Regions from separate parts of the Mus musculus genome. Here region 2 is linked to region 1. The links are chromatin contacts, called in public promoter capture Hi-C maps. All regions are on one chromosome and are shown on one strand. Each heading gives the region's core, a stretch centred on a gene start, on an enhancer-like site or on the middle of the called end of the contact. The rest is flanking DNA. Distances are from core to core; before and after follow the strand shown. Region 1 holds the start of Mmp14 (matrix metallopeptidase 14 (membrane-inserted)). Region 2 holds the start of Rnf31 (ring finger protein 31).

What was found. Promoter capture Hi-C pulls out the DNA fragments that hold promoters and counts their contacts.
Region 2: a promoter capture Hi-C map of the 3T3-L1 cell line shows a contact between it and region 1, with 3 times the contacts expected there. The contact joins the promoter of Rnf31 here to the promoter of Mmp14 in region 1. A contact is called at or near these places in 3 of 39 promoter capture datasets (the 3T3-L1 cell line and liver) and 1 of 115 datasets of contacts at active chromatin or transcription factors (bone marrow-derived dendritic cells).

Annotation. Positions count from the first base shown.
Region 1 is chr14:54,429,931-54,433,140 of GRCm38.p6, reverse strand. Mmp14 (matrix metallopeptidase 14 (membrane-inserted)) reads right to left here and starts at 1,543. Exons shown (of 10, transcript NM_008608.4): 1 at 1,168-1,543. The coding sequence starts at 1,275.
Region 2 is chr14:55,590,155-55,593,364 of GRCm38.p6, reverse strand. Rnf31 (ring finger protein 31) reads right to left here and starts at 1,623. Exons shown (of 21, transcript NM_194346.3): 1 at 1,293-1,623; 2 at 1,050-1,196; 3 at 749-904; 4 at 473-532; 5 at 290-359. The coding sequence starts at 1,481. It overlaps Psme2 (proteasome (prosome, macropain) activator subunit 2 (PA28 beta)), which reads left to right and starts at 2,344. Exons shown (of 11, transcript NM_011190.3): 1 at 2,344-2,523; 2 at 2,838-2,870. The coding sequence starts at 2,476.

The DNA.
Region 1 (3,210 bases), core at 294-2,793:
CTGCCTCCTCTCTCTGACAATTGGGTTTGGTTTCCAGTCTCAGGGAGGATTTTACTCTTTCCAGTTTCCATGCACAACTGTGGCCCGACTCCTAGGGCTACACTTGGCCTTTCAGCTCCAGGTCTCTTCAGTGATACAGGCAGCATGTGCCCAGGAGAGGTTCATTCTGAGGGTGCGCCCCGGCCTGGGCCCAGAGAAGAGGGAGTCAAATCCAGACCGTATCCTTCATTTGGGCCCTTCCCAGCCCTTCCCTACCACACCCAGGTCCTCACCAGGCTGAGTGGGTTGGGATGGCCCAAAATAAGAAGCTGATTAAATCCGTCTCCCACCTTCACCCCAAAATAAGAGAGGGAGGGAAAACTTCCTCGGACTACTCCCATGCCGCTTCCTTCAGGACCGGGGTGGGCTATGGTCACGGAAGAGTTAGGGATGGGGGTGGGGGCGCCAGAGTCAGTTGGGACACTCAGGGGAGACCCAGGCCAACCCTCAACTAACTCACCGAGCGAGCGACTCCCCCTAGTCTCCCCGCGATCAATGCAGAAAAATAATTATCAACAACAAAAAGGCCCCCCAAGGCGCCGGTAGGGGTGTGGAGGACGAGGGAGGAGGTGGCCAGGCTGAGCCCCGCTGCTCACAAGAAGAGCTTTGTGTGCGCGGAAGTTCGGCCCGCCGCGATCCTCGACGCCCGGGCCAGCGGCCCGCACCGAGGGCGGTCCAGGGGAGGCGGGTACAGCTTGGGCGCCCCCGACGCCCCCACTTGGTACGGATGCGTCCGTGCAGGGCCTCGGGCACCTGAGCGCTGCCAAACTGAAGGAACAACTCGCGTGTGACACCGGCCCGGACGGCGCGGAGTCCAGTGTCTCTGAGGCTCCCGCCTTGTGCCACAGTGCGCGCAGAGCTTGGAAAAGCGAGGCCCGGGCCCCGCTGCAGAGTTCTTCCAGGGAAGGGAGGAATGGGAAAGAGTCGGTGGCGGCGGAAGGGGGGTTGTTGGAGGCAGGCAAAAGTTGGATCAACTTGCAAGTTTGCAGATGAGGGGAGAAAAAGAAAGGCTGGCGCAGCAGAGCCCCCCCAGAGCCCATCTCTCAGCGGGGGCTGTCCCCTTGGAGACCCCCGGGCTCGCCTACCCGGCGGGCGAAACTCCGGGAAGGGCCGGAGGAGCTCACTTACTTCGGGGCTGAAGTTGCTGCCTTGGGCCCAGCCGAGGGAGGCGAGCGCCGTGCCAAGCGTGAGCAGGGGGAGCAGGAGGCTGCGGGAGGGTCGAGGGGCGGGAGACATGGTCCCCGGCGTCGGGGCGCCGGGCGGTGCGGGCTCCGCGGCGGGGCCCACGCCCTGGGGTCGCGCCGCCTCTCTTGGGGCGCCTTTGTCTTCTAAAGGAACGGAATGTGGATTCCTAGAGCGCGGTCGGCTTGGAGGTGAGGGAATTGCTCCTGGAAATGTCTGTTTGCTCTTCTCTTTTCCGTTTTTTGATCTTTCTTCTGCTTAGTCGGCGAACTGAGTTGGAAGCCCTCTCTGCTCTCCTTTGGTCCCTCCCTTCTCCCACAGCCTCTCCTCCGCCCCCGCCCCAATGCCCTCCTTTTTCGGTGGGGACGTGGTGTTTCAGCTCGAATCCAATTACAGCAGGAGAGAAGGGGAAAAAAAAGTTTGTCTTTTCTGTGGTGCAGGCTGCCATCTGCAGGGGTTGAGGCCGCAGCCGGCAACTAACTAGGAGCCTGGGTGTCCCAGGGGACGGGATGCGGAAGACTTTCTCTTCCTAAGCATTTTTTGGGTGGCCTGATTCCCGTAGTATTCAGCATGTCTCACTTGAGAGTGTTTAAGTATTGGGAAGCCCGATGGCTAGGAATGGTGGAGACATGAAGTCTAACTTGCGAGTGAGGAAGGTTGGGAGAAGGGACATTTACTAACAAGAGGGTTGTATGCTGAGACCTGTGGACAGCCTCCTTCTCCTCCTCTTGCCCCAAAGTTAAGACTGTAACAAAAGCCACATGCCCAACAGCCACCGCAATTACTTTGAATTGGGGGACCGACCCCTTTATTAATGGCTTTTACAATCTGGCTGTTCTATTAAGTGTGAACTGCCTGGGTAGGAAAGGGCTTCAAGGTCACAGGATCGGGGGAAGCCCGATGGATAGAAGTGGTGAAATTTGTTGGAAGAGGAAGGAATGGGAGGTAGGGTTTTGGAGTTTCCTTTAGTCTTTACAGTGGAGACAGTTCCTTCGAGCGCGCAGCTTCCGTGATGGCTGGGCAGGGAGAACAAAAGGAGAGGCAGACAGGGGAGAGGGAGGCCAGGCTGCGCTGGCTCTCCGAGAGGGAGACAGATAAGAGGTTGACAACTAGATATGGAAACACACCAGCAGTGGGACAGAGGCAGGAAAAGTGTGGGAGACAGAAAACTCGACCATCAGCGAAATGTAAGATCCAAGAATTGCATTTGGTCAGCGAGAGGAAGGCAGTGGGGAGAGGGAAGGAAAGCAAGCAAGGGAAGCGGTAAGGGAAGGGGGCAGGAATAAAGCCAGGTAGGAAGCTGCAGAGATCCACAGCTGCCAGCTTTGTGGTGGATGATGGGAGCCAAACACGGAGCACTGGAACGGGAACAAAGGTCCTTGCCTCCAGAATCCAAGGGAGGCTCACGATCAATACAATGAATGGTTGCTAGGTCATGGGCAGCGACCTTGTGTGTGGGGGTGGGGAAGCAAGGACCCTCTTTAACCTCTGGAACTTAAGTCTGATTATTACTCCTTCAGCAGAAGACCCCGAGTTTAATCCTTCCTATATCTGCCTTACAGTGTGAGTGTCTCCTGGACCATGTACCCAGATACTAGCTGCTTGTTAAGAAAGGGACTTCTAACAGGTATGGTGGCACATGGCTTTAAATCCAGACAGAGGTGGGAGGATCTTTGTGATTGCCAGACAACTTGGTCTACCTGGCCAGTTTCAGGACAGCCAGTGCTACCGTGAGACCATGTCTTAAAAAGGAAAAAGATCCTCAGGTGGAAAGACCTTTTCAAGAAAACATTAAATGCCAACTGTATGCATCTGAGCTGTGCATGGTCTCTTAGTGACAAGAGTATGAGGGTGAACCAGGGAAACTGCTGCTGCCCCTTTCTTCTCTCACAAAGCAGTTGCTTGTGGTTGATTAAAAATCCCAAGCAGGCCAAGTGATAGGTGGTGGTGTGCTTAGCTTTTGTTAAGGCTCTGGGCACGTTCTTCAGC
Region 2 (3,210 bases), core at 374-2,873, 1.2 Mb before region 1:
CTCTTGAAATAAAATACAAATACAGGCTGGAAAGATGGCTCAGTGGTTAAGAGCACGGGCTGCTCCACCAGAGGTCCTGAGTTCAAATCCCAGCACCCACATGGTAGCTCACAACCACCTGTAATGGGATCTGATGCTCTCTTCTGTCACACTGGCATATGTGCAAATACAATGCTCATATACATAAATAAATAAATCTTAAAAAAACAACAAATACAAGAGGAAAGAAAATCCTACATTTGCACCAACTCAGTCTAATATTTTTCTCCCGTAAAGAAGCATACAATACCTTGGGCAGAGGGGCGGGGGCCAGGAACAATCTCCCTCAGAAGGGGGTGAAACTCTGAAAGCTGCAGCATCTGAGAAAGCAAGCGGAGCGTGGGCAAAGTGCTGGGGGCACAGAATCCCATAAACTCAGCCCCCCCCCCCCCCCCCCGTGTTCCATGAACAACACCCTTCCTGCCTTCCTTACACCATCTTCAACGCTCTCTCTTAGCAGCTGGTCCAGTGCATTCTGTCTGGGATGAGTATTCTGCAAACAAGATGATGAAAAGAATTCCCACCTTGAACAACGTTCTCCCTGTAAGCCCTGATCTCCTAACATTCCAGAGGGAGAAAGTGTAACAGAAGCTTCCAGGCTGGCTGCTGCAGCAACAGAATTTCCCTGCACGGGGGTGGGGGTGTCTCAACGTGCCTTGGGGCTCCCAGTCAAGTACTTAAAATCCTTAGAATCAGAAGGTCATCTCACCTGCAACAGCAAACTGAGCTCGGTGCGAAGCAGCAGTACTTCTAGTGTGACAACAGCAACCTGGTATTCATCTGGTTCCTCCTGCCCTTCGGGGAAACTCAATCCATCTGGGCGCTCCTCAGTATAGCCATACAACCGTAGTACATCCCGGCCACCCTGGCACACATTCAGGACCCGGTCACCATCTAACAGACCTCCTAGGCAATAGAGCTGGTCCCCCACTCAGCACACCCTCAAGCCTTTCTGGTCAACCCTAAGCACAGGTCTAGTCCCCTTCTCCGATAAGGTCCAAGAGTTTCACCTGCACAGCATCCACCGTGCTGCGAAAGACGGGGTTATTAAACTTCACTGAGCGCCAATACCGGGGCCGCTGCGGGCTGAGGAGGTTGCGACCATATTTTTCCAGGATGTTCAGGGCCGTGGATAGGGTGTTGAGGTAGTTTCGAGGCTGGGAGCATTCAGAAAAGCAGAGTCGTGAGCCTAGCCCACCTGGCCTCTGAGCCTAGGTCCCCTTCCATGGAGCGCCGGGCGGGCTTGACCTCACCTCCCCATGAGCGTTGCAGCGGACCAAGCGTCCGGCGTCCAGCTGCAGGTAGCGGGCGGCTGGTGGCAGAGAGGTGGCCAGAAGCGGCATGAGCTGCTCCAGGGGAAAAACCTGCGCAGAATCCCACCTCAGGGCGCTCGCCAGCTCCTCGCGGGCCGCCAGGAAGCCTCGCTCCTCGTCTCCCGGCATCCTGAGACTGGAGACAGGCTCAGCTTCTCTGCCCTCCAGGGGCTGGCGCAGGTGCGCGCGGCGCCACAGCAGCCCGGGTCACTTAAGCCACCGCCCCGCTCAGCCCCATCCACGGCCAGGGTTACCGGGAACAGGAAGTCCTGGCAGAGAGGGCGGGACTGTGGGCCACTTTAGAGGAAAAGGAGGGTTCGGAGTGACGGTAAAGCTGAGATCAGGAAGGGTGGCCAGGTCGCCGCCAATGAAGAAGCCGCGGCCCGGGCTCCTCCCATAATGCTACGGAACCTTTTCCTTCCGAATCAGGCTCTCTTCTTCGCCTTCCCTTAAACTATCCCGCCCCTTCCGGAGGGACCCACCTCCCATGCGAGGGGTTAATTTTGCCCAGAGCTTTGCTATCTTTATTTCCATAGTGTTGGTTCTGTTCCATTCCCCGGCGGGGAAGTCCCACCTTATCGGGGACCGGCTCTGGCTGCCCTTAGCCCGGCTCAGGCGGGCTCCTCCCTTCTCTAGTCTGTCCTGAAGGGAAGGCAGTCCCGCTCGTCCTGCTCCCTTCCATCTTGCCAGGCTTTCCTCCTTCTTATCCTTCCTACTCTCTCGGATCCTACTTGGTCCCCTCCTCAGTCTAGCGTCATGGAACCCCACCTCTGGGTACCCCCTTTCCTATTGTCCCACCCTCTCTCAGTCCAGTACTTCCCCTGGACGGTCCATACTATAAGCTCCGCCCTTCTCGAGAGGCCGCCTCTATTTGAGTCTCCGCCGTCCCACGCTTTCCTAGCTCCTCCCTTGGACAGCCCCTGATGATGAAGCCAACACCGCCCTTCCTAGTGGCAACTAGCTGGGAATGGCTGAGGGGGTACTACTCACGGTTGGTGGCCGGCCAGGAGGAGGAGAAAAAAGGGAGGGGGCGTGGCTGAGGGGGGTGGGTCTGGGCCTGGAGAGTGAAAGCGAAAGCTGGGGCTGCTAGCCCAGGCTCGAGAGCTGCCAAGTGGGGGGAAGCATGGCCAAGCCTTGTGGGGTCCGCTTGAGTGGAGAAGCCCGAAAACAGGTAAATGGGAACCGAAGCCAGGAAGGAGTGAGAAGTCCTAACGGAGATAAAGCTCGGTGCTCCTGGGCACCAATGGGGCCTTGCGAGCGAACTCCACCGGCCTCTCTTTCTTTAGGGCTTTCTTTCACTTCTGCTCAGGGATTGCCAGTGCCGTGTCCTCGAGCCAATCTGTGCACTGAGCAGGCTCCTCCAGGGGGAAACTAGCTTTGTGGGACAGGTTTGGGCTAGAGTTGGAAGGCACCTAGGTTGGGAGTGGGCCCTTATTCTATACAAACTAAACCCTAACCAGCATCCGGCTACTTCTGTCTGTGCAGGTGGATGTCTTCAGACAAAATCTTTTCCAGGAGGTAAGTCTCTGAATTCAGTCGATGTAACCCAGAGTCTTAGTGCAGAACTCTAGGGCCACAAGCTCTGAGTAACCCACCAGTTCACCTTAATTTTGGTGTCTCCGAACCTTCATGCTTACTCAAGGTGAACTGCAATGATTTGTTTCTACTTGTAATCTGATCAATCTTAGAACTCTTAACTGCTTTTGCCACTCCCCTTGAATGGAAAGGTAAAGATGTCGCCCAAAGGGAAAACCCCATAGCCCTACTTCTGCCCTTCATGAGATTGGGCAAGTCCCTTTATTTCCAGGGCTAGGGTTTCCTCATACGAGAGTCTTGAGCTCAGTGATTTCCATGGGCC